Regions from separate parts of the Mus musculus genome. Here regions 2 and 3 are each linked to region 1. A link is a contact called in public promoter capture Hi-C data. All regions are on one chromosome and are shown on one strand. Each heading gives the region's core, a stretch centred on a gene start, on an enhancer-like site or on the middle of the called end of the contact. The rest is flanking DNA. Distances are from core to core; before and after follow the strand shown.

What was found. Promoter capture Hi-C pulls out the DNA fragments that hold promoters and counts their contacts.
Region 2: a contact with region 1 is called in a promoter capture Hi-C map of embryonic stem cells, with 4 times the contacts expected there. The contact joins the enhancer-like site here to the promoter of Ccdc51 in region 1. A contact is called at or near these places in 4 of 39 promoter capture datasets (the 3T3-L1 cell line, 3T3-L1-derived adipocytes, embryonic stem cells and 1 more) and 7 of 115 datasets of contacts at active chromatin or transcription factors (astrocytes, embryonic forebrain, embryonic stem cells and 3 more).
Region 3: a promoter capture Hi-C map of embryonic stem cells shows a contact between it and region 1, with 3 times the contacts expected there. The contact joins the enhancer-like site here to the promoter of Ccdc51 in region 1. A contact is called at or near these places in 4 of 39 promoter capture datasets (the 3T3-L1 cell line, embryonic stem cells, hippocampal neurons and 1 more), 1 of 15 datasets of contacts at CTCF or cohesin (stem cell-derived epiblast-like cells), 8 of 484 Hi-C or Micro-C datasets (cardiomyocytes, cerebral cortex, cortical neurons and 4 more) and 6 of 115 datasets of contacts at active chromatin or transcription factors (astrocytes, embryonic stem cells, epiblast stem cells and 1 more).

Annotation. Positions count from the first base shown.
Region 1 is chr9:109,080,386-109,084,334 of GRCm38.p6, reverse strand. Ccdc51 (coiled-coil domain containing 51) reads right to left here and starts at 1,839. Exons shown (of 4, transcript NM_025689.4): 1 at 1,768-1,839. It overlaps Tma7 (translational machinery associated 7), which reads left to right and starts at 1,954. Exons shown (of 4, transcript NM_183250.2): 1 at 1,954-2,008; 2 at 2,109-2,164; 3 at 2,246-2,333. The coding sequence starts at 1,993.
Region 2 is chr9:109,983,945-109,987,893 of GRCm38.p6, reverse strand. All of the region lies in intron 2 of Map4 (microtubule-associated protein 4), which reads right to left. Among named protein-coding and RNA genes, the nearest start is that of Map4, 54 kb to the right of the region's middle. Within about 2 kb of position 2,248, at least 51 of the 459 cell types and tissues checked have an H3K27ac peak or open chromatin away from gene starts, as enhancers often do. A contact at or near this core is called in embryonic stem cells, where this site is marked.
Region 3 is chr9:109,595,294-109,599,242 of GRCm38.p6, reverse strand. No RefSeq gene overlaps it. Among named protein-coding and RNA genes, the nearest start is that of Fbxw24, 29 kb to the left of the region's middle. Within about 2 kb of position 1,787, at least 5 of the 459 cell types and tissues checked have an H3K27ac peak or open chromatin away from gene starts, as enhancers often do. A contact at or near this core is called in embryonic stem cells, where this site is marked.

The DNA of each region.
Region 1 (3,949 bases), core at 590-3,089:
TAACAAAACAAACAAGAAACCCCACAGGGCTAGGCTAAGTGGTACAGTATCGGGGAGCCCTGGGCTTGATCCCAGCATTGGGAGGAAAGTGAAAAGACTCCGCCTGCTCCATAAGGTGCTCAGACCTGCAATCCCTACACTTGGGAGGCTGGGCAGGAAGACGTCTACAGCGTGAGTCTCTATTTCAAACCCAGAAAGAGTGGGAGGAAATGCTTCCATAGTTGGTTGTAGTAATATTTGTATAATCTTTGATGTATTAGAATCACTGAATTATATAAATTAAATAGCTAAGCTATATAGTAAGCTTTATATCAGTAAACCTGTTATTAAAAAAAATAATAACTGGGCTGGAGAGATGGTTCAGAGGCTAAGAGGGCATATAAATTAGTTTGACTCCTAGCACTTAGCCACACTAGGCAAGTCACAACTACCTGTAACTCCTGCTCTGGGGTACCCGATGGCTCTGGCCTCTGGGGTCTTTCTTTCACTCTCTCATATACACATACATTCACACACTCATAACTAGATTTTTCCCTCAAAAACTGGGCATATAGTTCAATTATACAGCACTTACCTAACATGAGTGAGGCCCTAGGTTCAAGCCTTTATTGCACACATTCATTCAAGCAAGCAAACACACACACACACACACACACACACACACACACACCCCTCCGTCACTTCTTCAGCTGAAGCATCTCTTCAGGATTTTATATTATCTAACTGTATCACTGCTTGAAACGTAATAGTAATCCATCTTTCCTGCTACTGTGGTTAATGGGAACTCAGGTACAAATGCTAGGCTGACAAACTCACATCACCCTAATTAATCCCTCTTGTTTTCTCTCCTAACTCAAATCCAATCTATTAGCAAAATCCTGCTGACTTTCTAAGCCTAGGAGTCTCCCCAACCCCCATCTCTGTCAGGTATACAAAGTGGTCTCGCTGGCTAGCATGCCATGGCTGGACTACCCCTCACTCATCTCCATTCCATCTCAACAGCCTTCAACAGTCCCGCAGTTTCTTCAGGGCAAAAGTCAACGCCTTCTCCACAGCTTCAGGGGATCTGACTCTCATTGTCTCTCCATTTTCGACTGCTTTCTCACTCCTTCCAATCATATGAAGGACTGGAACACACAAGGCCGTCTTCCACTCAGGGCCTTGGCACTGCCTAGCTCTTCCCTGTTCACAGTTGTCTCCCTGGCCTTCCTAAAGTCCTGCTCAGAGAGCCCCTGGAGAAGTCTTTTTTAACTACCCTAGCAAAAATGACATCCCACCAAGGGAGCATTCCTTAACCACTTTCTCTGCTTTTTTTTTTTTTCCTCCCCACACAGGTCACATAAGGTGTGATGCGTATTTTACTTATTTGCTCTGCGGTAGGTTTGTCTTGCTACAATGTCAGCGTTCCTCAAGCCTCAGTCCAGAATACAATGTATCTATACAAAGTACATACTCAAAAAAACGAACTAGAAGAAAGAATTTGCAAACACTTGCACTCATTGTTTCAATAAGTCCGAACTTTTTCCCGCGGCTTCTGAAGCTGAGGACTGGGTGATAATTGGCCACTACCCACTTCTGCCATCTCCTATCCCATCTCGTGCCCGCCACTTGAGCTTTCCTCGGTTCCGGAAAGGCACTTGCATGTACCCTCCCCTCCACCTGCAATGCTTTCTTTCTGTGCCGGATTACAAGCTTTATAGGCAGACACCATCCCCCACTCCCACGGTTTCGGATAAACCCAGGCAGAAGGAGCCTTCCGCCCCGTACCTGAATTGCCTAAGCCTATTAGGCTCCAGCAGAAAGCCCCGCGTCTGCCACTCAATTGACCCCTGACCGGTCAGCACCCGCCCCTGAAGGCATCCTTTAAAATACGTGAGGGTGACTTCCTGCCTAGCAGCCAATCAGGGGCCACGCATAGGTGCGGCATAAGCGAAGGCTGTAAGTCCTGTTTCCGGCATACGATCAGGGGCTGGTGAAGGGGCTGGAGGCGCCATGTCGGGCCGGGAAGGTAAGGCTATTTGGAGATCGGGGGTGGGACGGATGGATGGGGAACCATGGGAGGGCGATCGATGGCGGGGATGGGCCGAGCATGCTCGTGTCGCCCACAGGTGGCAAAAAGAAGCCCCTGAAACAGCCCAAGAAGCAGGCCAAGGAGATGGACGAGGTGAGGACGGGAGCGGAGGCCGGGCGGGCGCTGAGGGTATGGGCGACTGGACTGGAGTGAACCTGCTTTGCCTCTCTGCAGGAAGATAAGGCTTTCAAGCAGAAACAAAAGGAGGAACAGAAGAAACTCGAAGAGCTAAAAGCCAAGGCCGCCGGGAAGGGCCCCCTGGGTAAGTGAAGATCGAGCTATTGTAGGTATACTAGGGCAGGACAGGTCTGTTCCGGGGGTCGTTGGTGAACTACTGGGTCTGGTGTACACTCTGGCCAAGCCCCCTGCCTTGGGTTTGTGCAGTTCGAAGAGGGCGGGAGTGGAAACGTTGCCTCTCAAGACAGTCATGGGCTTCCAGTTCATGGAGAAGCTACAGAAGTGGAAACACCAACATGTACGCCGCACAGACACATATAGCTAAGTTTCTGAGTATCCTCCTGTTTCTGGTTACAAACTAGCAATTCACTTTATAGGTTGTTAACCTTAGAACATAGGACTTTTTTTACTTGCTGGTCGTGTTATCAGTAATGATACTGAGTCGTGCTATCTAGACTAGAGGATAAAAGTCCAGGCTCCTTAGCATGTATTTCGCTCTGGGTACTATTTTGTTTTGTGGCTATGCTGGGGAGCACACTCATTTGTGCAAAGCAAACCCTCCCTCTTGAGCTGTAGCCTACGCTCCATGCTCTCTCTGTGCCTTGCCCACGATTTTTTCTCTTGAGAGTGAATCACAGGTCCAGGAGTCCTAATATCTCATTAAGAAAAGTTTTAATTTTTGTATTTAAGCATATAGGTGTTTTTTATGCATGCATATCTGTGTACCATGTGTGTGCAGTGCCCTGGAAGACCAGACAAAGGTCTCCTGGGACTGTAGTTACAGACAGTTGTGAACTGGGAATTGAACCCAGATCCCCTGGAAGAGCAGCCAGTACTCTTAAATGCTGAGCCATCTCTCTAACCTTTGTTGTTGTTTTTTAAATTGATAGACAAGTTCTCTACCATTTGGGCAGTGGTGGCTCACATCTTTAATCCCAGCACTTGGGAGGCAGAGGCAGGGGGATTTCTGAGTTCGAGGACAGCCAGGGCTACACAGAGAAACCCTGCCAAAAAAAAGTTTCTGAGGCTGGCCTTGAATTTTAGATTCTCCTGCCTTCACCTAGATAGCCAAGATTAGAGTCTGTGCAACCAGCCTGACTTTGTGTGCATTGTAAAAGCACTATTTTGCATTTTCTAACTAGCAATTATTTCTGCCTGTTATCAGTGTCACATAGATACTGGAACTGTCACCCCAAGACCTATTGCATTGGGTTCGATCTGTTGTTTATCCACATAGCAATGTAATTGTAGCTGTTGTGATTGCTTTTTAAAATGAGGTCAGTTATCTGGCACCTTTAATCTGCGATTATGTATAAGGAGGTCAGACCTTGGTTAAATCCTGTACAGACAAAGTGTTTATAATCTGCAAATCCAAAGTGTCCCAGATCTGAGAGCTAACACCAGAAGCAAACTCCTGGTGTTGGATGATGCATTACAGTCAAGTGCAGAGGCCCTGGAAGTGTTGTGTTACATTCACTTCAAGCCATGTGCATGGGGGTGAGATGAAGCATGAGTAAGTGCTGGCTCCACAATTGGATCCGGTCCCTGAGATATCATGTGTATGCAAATGTCCCCCAAATCCCAGGAATTTCTGATAAAGGAACTTGTAACGAGTACTACTTCTCACTGAGCCCCATCCATTTTGGGTTTCTTGTTTGTTTTAAACAAGGTCTCCTAATAATTCCCCATCCTGTGACCTTG
Region 2 (3,949 bases), core at 999-3,498, 900 kb before region 1:
CTAGTACTACAGAGGAGCTTAGAGGCTTTGCTTACCATCCACTAGGCCACATCCAGGGGCTCAGCACCCACAATGGGTATGTTTCATTTTTCAGAATTTAGGAAACTAAAGTTTGTACACCATACCACTGATTATACTCAGGGTTTCAATGTGCAATGGCTATGAGTTTTTTTTGTTGTTGTTGTTTGTTTTTTGTTTTGTTTTGTTTTGTTTTGTTTTTCAAGACAGGGTTTCTCTGTATAGCCCTGGCTGTCCTGGAACTCACTTTGTAGACCAGGCCTCGAACTCAGAAATCCGCCTGCCTCTGCCTCCCAAGTGCTGGGATTAAAGGCGTGCGCCACCATCACCCAGCGGCTATGAGTTTTGAAAAAGCTGATTCTGGGGCTAGAGAGATGGCTCAGGGGTTAAGGGCCCTGGCTCTTCTTCCAGAGGTCCCAAGTTCAATTTCCAGCAACCACATGGTAGCTAGCTTACAACCATCTGTAATAGAATCCTATGCCCTCCTCTGGTGTGTCCAAGGAGAGCCACAATGTACTTAAGTACATAGAATAAATAAATCTTAAAAAAAAAGCTGATTCTGTAATTATACATTTACTGGAAGTAATCACTAATATAGGAATTCCTGTACAATATCCCTACATATATATCCAGAAAGATGAAGCAATTCTTTGCAAATTATAATATAATGTTACAGGTATACCAAACAATCATATAGGACAGGCAATTATAGAAAGATCTAATTGTATTTTAAAAGAAATGCTTATAAAACAAAAAGAAAGAATAAAGACCCTCTAGGATAGACTAAATAGTACTCTGTTTAAATTTCCTAATGTTAATGAGAAAGGAACAACAGCAGCTGAGAGACACAGGGTTATTTTTAAAAAATTGTGGAATTAACTCAGTCTATATACTATAAGGATGTATTAACATCAGAACGGAATCCAAGAATATCTTGCATTGGGGACATGGATTTGTTTATCTTTCTATAGGAAACAAAAAGCTGTGATAACATCAAACAAAGCTAAGAGTTGATCGGGAGATCTTCTGAGAAGATAACCTGACCAGTCACTGCCTTTGCCTTCGAGCCAAAAAATCCTGGTCAAGAGATCTTCGATCCTTAACCACTGAAAGGTCTATGAGCAGGACTTTGGTCTACAGCAATACAGAGGCCATCTACAATGCAGAGCAACAATAGGCCTATGTGAAGAATTTTAAGACAGACTGCTGAATACCACATCCTGCATGCCCAAGTCAGAACTATAAGTAAGCCAAAGGTTCACAGAACTGAGGGAAGAGAGATTAAGAGACTTTGACAAGGAACTCCAGAAAATAAGATGCTAGAAGATAAGACAGTCCAGGATTATAAATGGTTCAAGAAATACTCAAGTTAGCCAGACGTGGTGGCGCACGCCTTTAATCCCAGCACTCGGGAAGCGGGGACAGGCGGATTTCTAAGTTCGAGGCCAACCTGGTCTACTGAGTGAGTTCCAGGACAGTCAGGGCTATACAGAGAAACCCTGTCTCGAAAAACAAAACAAAACAAAACAAAACAAAAACAGAAAGAAAGAAAAGAAATGGATATAAAAAGGCAACAGAAGGGCTAGAGCATGACTGTTCTTCCAGGGGTCCTGAGCTCAATTCCCAGCAACCACATAGTGTCTCACAACCATCTGTAATGGGATCTGATGCTCTCTCCTGGTGTGTCTGACGACAGCGATAATATACTCACATACATAAATTTAAAAACTTAAATTAAAAAAAAAGAAAGAAAGAAAGAAGAGAAGAGAAGAGAAGAGAAGAGAAGAGAAGAGAAGAGAAGAGAAGAGCAGAGCAGAGCAGAGCCAAGTCAGCAGAGACAGAGCGCGGTAGAGCATTAGAGGAGGATTGGACTAGGGTCAGAGAAGAGTAGGGCAGAGTAAGTACAGTTCAGGTGGCAGAAGAGTAAAGTCAAAAACAGTGAAAGGTGATAATTGAGAAGGTGACAGTTGAGCCAGGAGAAGCTGAGCTGAGTCAGAAAAGATATTGTTAGAAGACAAGAGAAAAACCCACACAAAGAGAGAAAAAAGAAAATAGCTATAATTGAGGACAGCCAGGGCTACACAGAGAAGCCCTGCCTCAAAAAAAAGCAAAACAAAAAACAAAAAGGAAAGGGTTAAGGAGCCGAGTGGCAGCTGTGCTGTGAGCCAGGAGAAAGCTTCAGGCCAAGCAGAAAGACTGAGCACAGGCTCAGCGCAGCCAGACTCTTGCCAACATCACCCTCTTGTGGCAAATTTGGCAGACTGCACTATTTCATTAAGGCCAAGTCACATGCAGTCTGTCCACTAGTCTGTCCAGACTGACTGACATCCTCTAACCTATCCTCTGTACTCTGCACATGACCTGAAAACGCTGGACCAAGGCTCATCCTTGAGGAGCGCTATCCTAGACTAATTTCCTTATATTTTTTATGTAGACCAGGCTAGGTTGGATCCACCTGCCTTCCAAATGCTGGGATAAAAGGCATGTACCACCACCTAACTTTTTATTCTACAAAAATGCTAGCCTCAAAGAACTTAGTCTTAATTTCTATCTTACAAATGGGACACAGAATAAAGTCTTAAGCGAACTGCCCACAAACTTGCTAACTGCTTGTGGAAGCCAACAATGAGTAAGGTACTCACTAGCATAAGACAGCCACAGAATCTGTTACTGCTATTTGAAAGGCATGCAAGGGCGAGGCACAGAGTACTGATAATAAACTCCTAGGCATTGGGCAGTTTAGGAGTAATCAGGGAAGAGCAATACATCTGGAAACAATTTCAAACGCAGTAGACAACAAGCAAGCCACTGCACCCACTCATGAAATGCATCCCTCAGGCCGGACATGATGGCGCACGCCTTTAATCCCAGCACTCGGGAGGCAGAGGCAGGCGGATTTCTGAGTTCGAAGCCAGCCTGGTCTACAGAGTGAGTTCCAGGACAGCCAGGGCCACACAGAGAAACCCTGTCTCGAAAAACAAACAAACAAACAAACAAAAAAGAAAAAAAAGAAATGCATTCCTCGCTTTAACAGAAAAGGATTCTTAGGGGGCGCTGGTGCCATCATGTTTATTTAAAAAAAATTGTACATAGGGAAAAAAGCAACTTTCCTTTTCATCAACTAATCTCATTTTATGTTTTGAGATGAGGTTTCTTGTAGCCCAGGTTATCCTTGAAAAGCCTATGTAACCACCTTAATTTCTTTATCAAGCTAGGATCTCATAGGTGTGGATGACAATGCATGGTTTACCGCTCACTTTTTAGTTAAAGACAGGGTGGTCATTTAAGAATTAAAGGAAATAAAGTCAACTACTGTTCTATTACACGCATAGCTCATTCAGCTGCCCCCTCTATATCTAGATATGAGGACAATGCTTTAAACTTCCCTTGATTGGCCCGAGCCTACAATCAAACAAGTGAGAACCTAACCAAGCCTGCTCCAAAAACAAAACACAAACTCAAGGTGTATACCTCGACTTTGAGCACCCAAAAAAAAAGTAAAATCAAACACAAATGATGAGGGTTAATAAATCGGCCTTGAGGAACATGCTTACAATCCCAACACAGAGAAAGCTGAACCAGGAGAGCCAAAGCTCCAGAACAGCATAGGCTACACCTTAAGACCCAAAGTAACAATAAGTCTTTAGAGCTCTTCTTCCATAATGCCTAAAAACTATTCCAAGTAACTTACTTGTGGTTAGAGATGACCCACTGTCTAAATTCACTTATTGCTATAGCACAGAATCCAAATTCAGTTCTCAGAACCCATGTAGGGCAGCTTACAACTGCTTCTAATAACTCCAGGCACCTTATGGTCTCCAAACATAGCATAACTCATACAAATACATAAACATAAATGAAAATAAGATAAAATAAATCCTTTTCATTTCTCTTCTTTGTTTTGTTGTTGTTATTTAATATAGGGTTTCTG
Region 3 (3,949 bases), core at 538-3,037, 510 kb before region 1:
AACTCAAAGACTATCCACAGTGACACAACCCCTCCAACAGAACCACACCTCCTAATCCTTCCAAAATAGTTCCACCAACTATTGGCCAAGCTTATGGGACTCATTCTCTTTCAGATTACCACACATGCACACACGTGCAAATCACACAGAATCACGCAGAAAGAAACCCCATAGCTAAGCCACTTGAGTGGCCAAAGTAAATGGATCCTCAATCATATGGTGAGCTCAAGGCTAAGCTGGGGTACATGACACCACCTCTCAAAAGAAATAAAACCAAAGGACTAGAGACGAGGCTTGGCAGTTAAGACAAGAGCTTCTCTTCCAGAGGACCATGGTTCGATTCCCAGCACCCACAGGACAGTTCACAACTGACAATCCAGTTCCAAGGATTCATCGCCCTCTTTGGCCTCTGATGAAACTACATGCTTTTGGTACACATTCAGGCAAAGCATGCATACATACATGCAAAAGAAGCTCCCTGACTGACTGACTCTCTAGGTAAGGGGAGTTTATGACTGGAGACCCAGCACTAAGGAGGCTGAGCCTGACCACAGGGAGCTCAAGGTAGCTTAGACTGTGTGACAAAACCCTTTCTCAAGTAAATAAGGCAATATTGCCAAACAGAAGAGACTTTTCTGAGTTGAGGAATGAAAATATTAATAAATTAAGAAAGCAGGCAAAACAGAGACAATTTGTTCATAGAATTTTAAATAATTTCTTAATGATTTTCAGAGTTTGTGCCATTCCCCTGTGGGGCCCTGAAAAGCAGCCTGGTTTGGTTGAAAGAGGCTTGCTCTTGAGACCCAGTTGAAAATTTTACAAGGGATGGGACAGTGAGCCACGTTCCCAGGGAGGTGTCTGATACCACAGAGTCACCAACACCATAATTCTGTCACTGTCAGTCATTCAGACAAAGCCCCAAGCTCCTGGCATTCTAGCTTGACTCCACCCTCATAGTTACCTGAGTATGAGGCCTGATATGGTCCTCTCCACAGTTACCTGGCAACAAGACTGTAGCCCAGCCCACTAGAAAAGGAACTAGAGTTGCTTGGCCCTTCCTCTCTCTCTCTTAGACTCTCACCTTTCTTACTCTCATTTCTAGCTCTCCTTTCTCGTCTCTTCCCCCTCTTCTCTCCACTTGGCCATGGTCAGCCTCTCTCTCTCTCTCTCTCTCTCTCTCTCTCTCTCTCTCTCTCTCTCTCTCTCTCTCTCTCTCTCTCCTTTCTCTCTTTCTCCCTGCCTTTCTACAATAGAGATCTAAAACAGTAGACTGTCTCTGCTCATCATGGCCTGATGTGCTTGAATGATGGGGTAGGATTTCCCCTGAAGAGCCATGTCTAACTTTCTTGAAGGCCTTCCTGTGCCCTTCCTCCTCCATGGACTGTACCAAGGATTCTTGCCTGCATGGGAAACACCCAGTGCCCCTTATTCCCCTGCCTCCTTCCTTTGACCATGAGGCTGGCTGAGCCACCCTCAGGGCTCCCACTTTGTTCTCAGCATTTCCAAGGTATCAAATTCTGTTTGGGATGCCTAAGACTGAGAACCTGTTATCTCTGGACTCATTGAGGCCCAGAGACTTCAGAATGCCTGCCCTTTTTCTACACCCAGCCCTGGCAGGCTGAGTTCTATGGCTTCCCACAGGCAGACACCCACCTGGGGCCCAGTGGAAAGCTTATGGCAGTTCTCCCTATTCTGCCTGCCCAGAGCACCAGAACTCTGAGGGGACTCCTATTTCCTCCCTCTCCCTTTATTCCCCCATGCCTGCTGCCCTACATTCCCCCATCCTTGAGTAGTGAAAACAGAACTTGAATGCTTAGAACAATGGATTTTATGACCTAAGTGGAGTTGTCTGCCTTGCTGCACCTGCCATTTCCTTTAGGAACTTAGAGGGAATTGACTGGCCAGCTAAGGTTGCTTTGCAACACAATCCAGCTGAAACAAAGGATGGGTTTTGTGGTCTTTCCTTTATGAGCTGGAGCTGCAGAATTGAATTTTGAGTTTTGATCAGATCCTTCTTTTGGCTCTATCCTTCTCACACACACTATCTTTTTCCATTTCCAGAACCCCATTCAGGTAAACCCAGTTTTCCATGGGCATTGGAAATATACAGGTGATGCTGGAACAAGGGGTCTAAAATGGGTTGACCCACTGAGAAATGCTGTCTTGGGTAGAGGTCCAGAGAAAACAGAGGAAAAGTAACGGTATCCTGCACACTAAGAAACAAACAGCATTAATGGTAGCACTAGATATAAAGTTTATTTTTTGGAGGCTGTTGTTGCAGGTCATGCATTTAAGCAGGATACAGCGAGGCTGGAGTGATGCTGACCAGATGCTGATTTCACCCAGGGGCGAAAGCGCATTGGACAGGGGAATTTTATATAGGGATATATCTGTAGCCAAGAGCTCCATCAGGAGAGAGGAGCAAGGTTTGTAAAAAACAGATGTTAGAAAAATTCTTAGCTCAATTGAATTTATGCACTGAGTGTCTCAGAGAAGTAGAAAGAAAGAGAGATAAATAAAGAGAGAGAATAGGTTTCCCCAGTCCAGGACCTGTTAGCAAAATGTACATAAGCTATTTCAGAACTCTCCTAGTGACAGTTGGAAATTGCTATCCAGCTTCCTCTCTGGCTCCTACTGGAGATATCCTTAGTCCTGGTTAAATCTAGGTCCCTTTGGGACACGAAATTCTCTTCTCTCTCTGTTTATTGTCTGCCCTTGGTGCACCAATCTGTCCATGTGTGTCAATTTATGTCTATTTTCATTTCATAATTTGAATGATTGTTGTTCTATGTTTCATGTTGAAAAGGAAAAATGGTTAAAACTTTATCTCTGGCTATCCACCCCTCGATTTAATCTAACTTGTTTAGAATGCAGTCTTAATTTGCAGAGCAGAAACTAATAAGTTATCCTGCATGATAACTGGGAGTCAAGCTCAGCTGGAGACAGGGTGTTTTTCCCTTGAAATTACAGCTAGAAAGGATGAGAAAATTTTGTTTGGTCTAAATATAAAAGATGTGTGTACTACTTCATTTTTGTTTCTGAGTGGTTTTAAAGGTATAAATATGTTCGGCATGTCTTGGTTATAAAGTGTTGACTTATAAGTTATTGGGTATGATTAGAAATTTCTAATATTGCTAAGAGTAAGTTAACTTAAACCTGGTAACTCAGGGTTGGAATCATTCTAAACAACAATACTTGGCATGAGCCAACCCTATCCTATCCTAGAAACTATACTCATAAAGGATAGGATTTAAAACAGTGTCTCTTTAATGAGGTATTAAAAGCTGCTCTGTCATGCATTCATATATAAAAACTGGAAGCCAAACATTTTAAAGTGAAAGTAATACTCCTCGTATTGATTTTTAAAGAGAATGGATTGTTTACACTGTTAATAATTGGGTTTGTTTTCCAAAACTCCGGTTATGTTCTAAAATTGCAAAACAAACTTGAAAATTATAGTAATCTGCCAGTGTTCCATTGGCTGCAGTTTTCACTTCGATCACAGGCTCACTAGTTTTACCTCACCCATATTTGTAATGAAGAAAAATTCAAGCAAGTGGAGATGACTGCAAGAGTAATAAAGAGTTAAAAAGAGCTGTAGCACAGCACTGGCCTGCGGCCCCTTTTACATAAGCTTTATCAGATACAGTGATAGAAGGAAATTTGACTCACCATGATAGATAAGAAATCTCAGTGGGAGTTTATCTGGGACAAAATAAGGTCCCCATGAACCATTTCAGGTATTTTTGAAGAGACTGCTAAAAGCAGCTGGCAGAATTTTTGGAGACCCTCAGGCAGGAGTTCCTTTTGTTACATAATTGGCTTATGAGAATGCCAATGCAGCCTGCTAGATGGCCATCTGGCCATACAAAAAGAGACAAACTTATCTGGATACATTTGTCTTTGTATAGAAAACAAAAAATTTGTCTTTGGACACTCATAGAATCAG